2 separate regions of the Zeugodacus cucurbitae genome follow, and region 2 is linked to region 1. The links are chromatin contacts, called in public Hi-C maps. All regions are on one chromosome and are shown on one strand. The core of a region is the stretch at or near the end of the contact, and the rest is flanking DNA. Distances in the headings are between cores, read along the strand shown.

Region 1 (3,766 bases), core at 857-3,356:
GTATTTGTCGTACTATCTTTCTGCGTTTTCTCATCGGCACTTATTGCAGAAATCAAATTAGCACTATAATGGCCTAATGAATCAGCAGTCTGCAATGCTATATCATTTCCATTCGCCAGATGAGCTCTTGCTTTACTGATTAAGTGTGTTGGGGTTTTTATTGGCAGAATAGTTAGAGGCGCTTTTGCAATGCAAGCATCCACTCTATCGGTAATCTCCCGCTAGAATAATACAATAAAATATTCGGTTAAAGTTATAATATTGTAATCATAAATTATTAAACGTTTGTTACCTGAAACTCTTCGAGGTCCTTACGAAAATTATCAAGTCCCGTAGCAATGCTAGTATTTCGTTTTTTTAGTGATTCCATGCGCTTCATATTTTCCGATATTAAATGTAAGCCCTCACATGCCAACAAAGCGCTTTCCCAAGGCGTACTGAACGCTTTATCTCCTGACATGAGCGAATCGAATTCTTCTTCCGAGATACACAGATCTTCCCCATTTAAATTCTCAATGAAAGTGATCGCGCAACACTAGTTTTTAAATTACAATAAATTCAATAAAATATTTGAAAATCGCGATATACTACTTACTAGATTAGTAAAATAATAACCACCTTCGCCACTCATTAACCGTGATGCATTAGTGAAGCGTGTTACAAAATTTACGTTACTATGCAGCCGCACAGGATTTGCTTTTAGCACTACGAAAATGAGAGCAGGAAGAAATTCATCTGCACTTGCTGGACCTCCAACTGAGTGCTTCAGCAATTCGAAAATGTGGCGACAACAACGTACTGTGCATTCCAACTTCTCTTGTGGTGAGTAATAAGAATCGATTCCTACCAATTCTAAAATATTAAAAATATAATTTAGAAATTTAAATTAAACAATTATTAGACAAAACATGCCTGTTATTGCATTGTAAACTAGGTCTCGCGACTCCGCATTAACTTCATCAATGCTACATACTAAATGTTTTGCCGTTATCCAACTGAGTTGACGTATACGTTTTTGTATTTTTACATCGTTTTCTTCATCAGCCGTAAAGTACGGACTAAAGAGAAATCTAAAAAAAATTAATAAATAAAAAATTTTGCAAAATTATATTTGTACATAAATTTATTAATTCTGCAATTACTTGTGATTCTGTGTCATGACAACTTTTTCAAAGAAGTCGATTGCACTTTCACGGTCTTCGTCGGTGGCAATTTGGAAACGCTGGTCGTTGTGCACAATATCCGCAAGTTTGGTGTATGCATTTTGTACCAACTCTGACAGCTCGTCCACATTCTTATTAGCACTATTATTCATATAGCTACGTATGGCATTATCTAGCCGTTGAATTTCGCTTTTTAGCTTACGTTTGCCATCATCAGGTATGCGTAGTTGTCGTAGTTGTAGCATAAATTGGCTCTCGGTGGGGTCGGGTATATAAGATCTTTGACCTGTGAAAACATTCATTTGATAACGGAGTTAAAGCATAAATATCTGTTGAGCTTACCTAAATGACCGTCTTGTTTTGACTTTTTACTCTTCAATGTGTTTGATTGAAGAGTTTTTTGAAATACAGCGGGCACAAGTGATTTCTTCTTAGTAAGTGTACCTGTCGATATTTCCGGCATACTGTCCTGCCTCTTGTTTGGCACTCGCCCCAAGAGATTCTGTGGGGACAATCGCCCAGCTGTGCTGGTGGCACCGGTATTAGCCGCATTTGCAGTTGCAGGGAGTGCACGCTGCTCTGCTTTATCAGCAAAACCAGCAAAAATTAAACAAAAACATTTATTTTTAGAATTTGCAAAGCAGCAACTAACCTTTCTTTCTTTTATCGTTCCGTTCACGAAAACATTTGGAGCACAGTCCATCAAATTGGGCATTGCCATAAAATCCACAGCCTTGACGGCATTTGAGGTCACGTTGTACTATACGTAATTGGGGCACACGCGCTATTGACATATCTGATTTGATGTATGAGTATTAAATGGTATAATAATTTTTAGTTGTAAATTTTTTTAAGCAAATAATTGTGGCGAAAATTTTCTGGTAATAAAAATTAATCAATGTTCGTGTCAGTCACAGTTCGTAGCTATTAATTTTGTTTTGACAAGCATATTCGCATATTCACAATAAATATGTCTTCGTTTTCTTTTTTGCTATGTTTGAAAGCGGTATTCACGAAAAGTGATAATGAATGATAACGTAAATATCGGTAAACGTAAAAATCTTGACTTACTTTTCGAAAATTTTAATTTAGGATTTATTTATATAAGGAAGTGCGTGAATTGGTTCTAGTTTCGAAAATTGGTATAAAAAAGTTGGTAAGGTCATATTCTTCTTCTTTTTGACTGGCCTAGATACCGAGAAAGAGGACATTTCTTTTCAATAGCCTACTCAGTCCAAGTAGCACCTGTTGGCAAGAATGATTCTGCGTTAGATTTCAAAGCTGACGTTGATGCTGGAGCCTAGGCATACGAAATTATCTACAACTTCAAAGTTATGACTGTCAACAGTGACGTGGGAGCCAAGACGGGAATGCGCTGACTGTTTGTTTGATGACAGCAGATATTTCGTCTAGTCCTCGTTCACCACCAGACCCAGTCTGGAAAAAGCAGAACTAACGTCGCGGGTGTTGTTTCCAATGATATCGATATCATCGGCGTACGCCAGTCGCTGTACACTCTTATAGAAAATTGCACCTCTATTTAGCTCTGCATCTCGTATTATTTTCTCTAAGGATACTAAATTCAGACATAGCGGCATCTAGACTCCTTTTCGTGCAGTCGAAATCAGCTTTAAAATCGACAAAGGGATGGTGTGTGTCGATTCTCTTTTCACGGGTCTTTTCCAAGATCTGGCGCATGGTGAATATCTGTTCAGATGTAGATTTTCCTGGTTTAAAGGTAACTGATAAGGTCCAATCAGTTTGTTAACGCTGGGCTTTAGTCTTTCATCCAGTACGCTCGATAGAACCTTATAAGCGATGTTATGGAGGCTTATCCTACGGTAATTGGCGCAGGTTGTGTGGTCTCCCTTTTTGTGGATTGAGCAGAGTACACTTCGATTCCAATCGTCCGGCATGCTTTCTTCCGACCATATTCCGCAAAGAAGCTGATGCATGCACCTTATCAGCTCTTCGCCGCCGTATTTGAATAGCTCCGCCGGCAATCTATCGGCCCCCGCCGCCTTGTTGTTCTTCAAGCGTGTAATTGCTATTCTAATTTCTTCACGATCGGGCGTTGGAATATCTAGTCATCAACAACTAAATCACCTCTGGGGTCCTACAGCAGTGTGCTCCGGTCTTAAAACCTTCAGTTAGTCGCCGGATCTTTTCGTAAAATTTTCGAACATTACCCCTGTCGGTCAGCATGTTTAGCTCTTCATACTCACCCATTTGTTCCTCTTCAGCTCCCGGTATCTATCCCATCCAGCACTTGTTGCAGTCGATCGCAACATTGCGAGGTAGGGAGTATGTTTTCTCTCCACTGCGAGACGACAATCCTCATCATACCAGTTGTTTTTTTGACATTTCCGAAATCCAATAGTTTGCAGCTGTACGTAAGGAGCTTGATATGCAGTCCCACAGTTCCCTTATACCGAGATGCTGATGAGTGCAAGTCGCGTAGAAAATCGTTCGGTTGCCGGTTGTGATTGCAACTTCTCGATGTCGAACCTTCCTTGTGTTTGTTGACGTGTGCGCTTTTCTACACAAAGGCGGATGCGTGTCTTAGCTGCTATAAGATAATGGTCCGAGTCGATGTTAGAACC
Region 2 (3,324 bases), core at 687-3,186, 130 kb after region 1:
TGACTTTTGTCAATTATATCTCACATTGTGAAAGGCGGCAAATAGTGATAGTGACTCAATAGAAACTTCGGAAGCTTGTTTGGGAGGTTCTTTCCTATGCACCTTATTATAGTCCAGGCCAGCACCAAGTGATTATTACGTGACCCTGTCTGAATGCTTCTATAATAGTGACTTTATGACATTATCTTCAAAATCTCAACAACTTTAAACAAAACTGTACATATTTGACATAAATCGAATGTTTCTAGCAGTGCTAAATAAAACCTTTCATTAATGCAAAATTGTTGAATTTCTTTATACTAGACTTAAATTATCACCATAATGAATTGTTAGCTTAGTCAAATGTGAATCACTGTGTTATATATGGTAAACAGAAGAATTCAAATTTTATGCTCTAAAGAAATCAAAAAAGAAAAAAAAATAATTATTTTAGTATAATCCGAAAGAGGTAGAAATAATCGGCTAAGAATCGGCCAAATATGGCCGATGCCGATACCGATGCCGATGCTTAATTTTGTGACCGATACTGGCCGATGCCGATACCAAGGCCGATTAATCGGTCGGTCTCTAATAGGTAGTATAGAGGATGAGTGATATAAACCGGTCAAAAATTGATTGAATCAGTTAATCGAAAATCGTAGTTATGGGTTACTGTGTCTGTAGATTCTTTCACTTACACCCATATACCGACTATATTGAACTTCCTGCCTTTAGTTAAGTTTATAACATATATCAACAGGATAAGCTCAAGATATCCTACATAAAATTAGACGAGAATAATAAGACTAGCATTATGTCATACAATCTTAGAAATTATTTATACCTGTATGTACTGTGCTTTTAAGTTAAATTGAGTGATTTCAATCAGTTAGTTTGATTTGAATATAGAAGATCTCATATATGAGATCAGTTTGAATATCATTTAATTGTAATTCAAAAAAAAAAATTGTGTGTTAGAAAAACCAACACGCGCCGTTACTTATCCACAGCAAATACGGAAACCAAAAGTTGACTTGTTTGACTGCACTGCAATAAAAAGGAATTAAGACGGTCCAGAAGCTTGAATTCCAATTGTATTACGTGACGTTATGCAATGCGCCGACATAAAACAAGAAACATAGAAACTAGCGATATTAAAAGGCATTAACTATTGAAACTACAAATTCAAATTCAAATTCGGCCAAACATAAGACGTGACATTTTGATTTATGACACGCTTTAGTTTAAACTGACTTTAAAACACCAATTCTATGCATAATTATTGCAGTGCCAAACATAGCAACGGACTTAGGTGTTATAAAATGGAAATTAAATGTTTTGTGTTCGATGAGAGAACATATAGCATATTGTATATTTAATAACATCTATGTGAATATATGTATATATGTTAGTTGGCTTGCATAAAAAAATTAGAGAATGAAACTCAGAATATTATTAATGATATGAACTCACCTCTTTTGTCGCGCTGCGCAGACTGCTGTTGTTTTGTTTGCTGTTGCTGTTGATTTGGAGTTGACTGCTTTTGTTGTTCTTGCAGTTGTTGTTGTTGTTCTGCGCGTGTTTCTTCACTATTGTTGACTGCAGTTATTAAACTAGATACTGGATGATTGACGATTTTCGTGCTATTGATGCTGCTGTATGGCTGATGAAATGTATGTATTCTACTATAATTTTTGTTGTTGTTGTTGTTGTTGTGATTACTGTGATTGCTGTCGCCGGAGTTGATAATGACCATTGATAAGAGTATGAGTAAAACTGATACGCGTGACATTATGGCGGATTATATATTGTTTAACGCATAAATATTGCACTGAAGAATTCACGTTTAATTTTTGATTTTTTTGTTTTTAATTTCTTATAATTATTTTTATAATTTATTTTTTATTTTATTTATTATATTTTATTTTTTTTTATTTATTATATTTTAAAATTATTTTTATTAATTTTATTATTATTTTTATTTTAATTTATTTTGTTAAATTTTATAATTATTTTTATTATATTTTATTTTTATTTTATATATTAAATTTTATAATTATTTTTATTTATTTTTTATTTATTATTAATATTATTTACAACTAATTATATGAAATTATTGTATGTTTATGCGATGATTATCTATTTTTTTGTATGATTTCTGGCGCTTTTTCGATGGCTGAGTGTTACGATGTGTGACTGACCGTTAGACCGGCATACGCGGAATGCGCTTCACTCGCTGCGTTCACCGTAGCAAAAATGCTGCTCAAGGCAATAAAGCGCTTAGCTTAAAGTATACGCGGCGCGTCTCAAAGCGGCGCACACAGCAATGCGGTAATGCGTCGCACTTGACCACTTCAACACGCTCAACGAACGAAATTCAAATTCAAATTAATAACAGTGTACGTTGCTCTACTAGCGCAGTAGAAATTTTATTCACAGCGGTCACCACTGAAAATGTTTGTTGTTGTATAACAGTGTGTGCATATGATTATCGTCGTCTGTTTATCAAATCGATATCAAAATTGTATAGTCAATAATAAACAAATGCACGGAAGACACAACACAGGCGTTACGTCACAAATACACAAACAAGTTTGGCGTTACAACAACACCGGTGTTTACGCGCCTACTAGCCTTTAACTAAAAATGATTTGTTTATCAGGCGAACCCGATTGTCTAACTTGTAAGTGTTCCGTTTCAGTTGGCTGAGACGCGCGTTACATTTCACCAAGTCCACTTTTTAAACACACAGCTTCACTGCACTGCACTACACTCGCACTTTCGCCTGTGACGCGCTGGTCCAACCGGCTTGACGGCAAATAAAATAAACCGAATATTTTATGCATGTAAATCACCCATGAAATCAAACGCTTTCTAAAAAATTCTGCCGCACTGTTGACAATATTCAAATGCAACAAATTATGAGCATCAAAATACAAAAATCAAATTACAAAAGCAAAAATAACAAAAACAATTAGTTGCGACAAAAGGCGTTAATTAGGCCGCTGACGCTTAGCTGTTGAACTGTCGCACACACTGACCACACACTAGTAGTCTCCTACAGTTGCCGTTTCGATTTCCACCTGTCCCATTTATATGCATGTACATATGTATGTGTCATTATTATCCAACAGATTAATTAATGCCGCGCCGAAGAAAGCATATTCGTTTATTCATATTTCAACGTCGTCAAATTTTCGTTTATTAAATAACACAAGCTAATAAAAATCCAACAAAACAAAACAAAACCGAAATCGAAGATAAAATCCAATCAAAAATACAACAAAGCGCCTTTCTTCACCGTATATGACGTGTTGTTGTTGCTATTTAAGGCAACACAAGTTG

The links. A called contact is a pair of places that touch in the nucleus more often than the background predicts.
Region 2: a Hi-C map of whole body shows a contact between it and region 1, with 3 times the contacts expected there. The contact joins the promoter of LOC105221019 here to the promoter of LOC105221022 in region 1. A contact is called at or near these places in 2 of 2 Hi-C or Micro-C datasets (both in whole body).

The regions. Positions count from the first base shown.
Region 1 is chr4:46,639,347-46,643,112 of idZeuCucr1.2, forward strand. LOC105221022 (rab5 GDP/GTP exchange factor) reads right to left here and starts at 2,107. Exons shown (of 7, transcript XM_011197659.3): 1 at 1,816-2,107; 2 at 1,506-1,742; 3 at 1,143-1,449; 4 at 913-1,070; 5 at 596-852; 6 at 293-535; 7 at 1-221. The coding sequence starts at 1,957.
Region 2 is chr4:46,770,267-46,773,590 of idZeuCucr1.2, forward strand. It overlaps LOC105221019 (probable serine/threonine-protein kinase tsuA), which reads right to left and starts at 1,937. Exons shown (of 5, transcript XM_011197653.3): 1 at 1,453-1,937. The coding sequence starts at 1,771.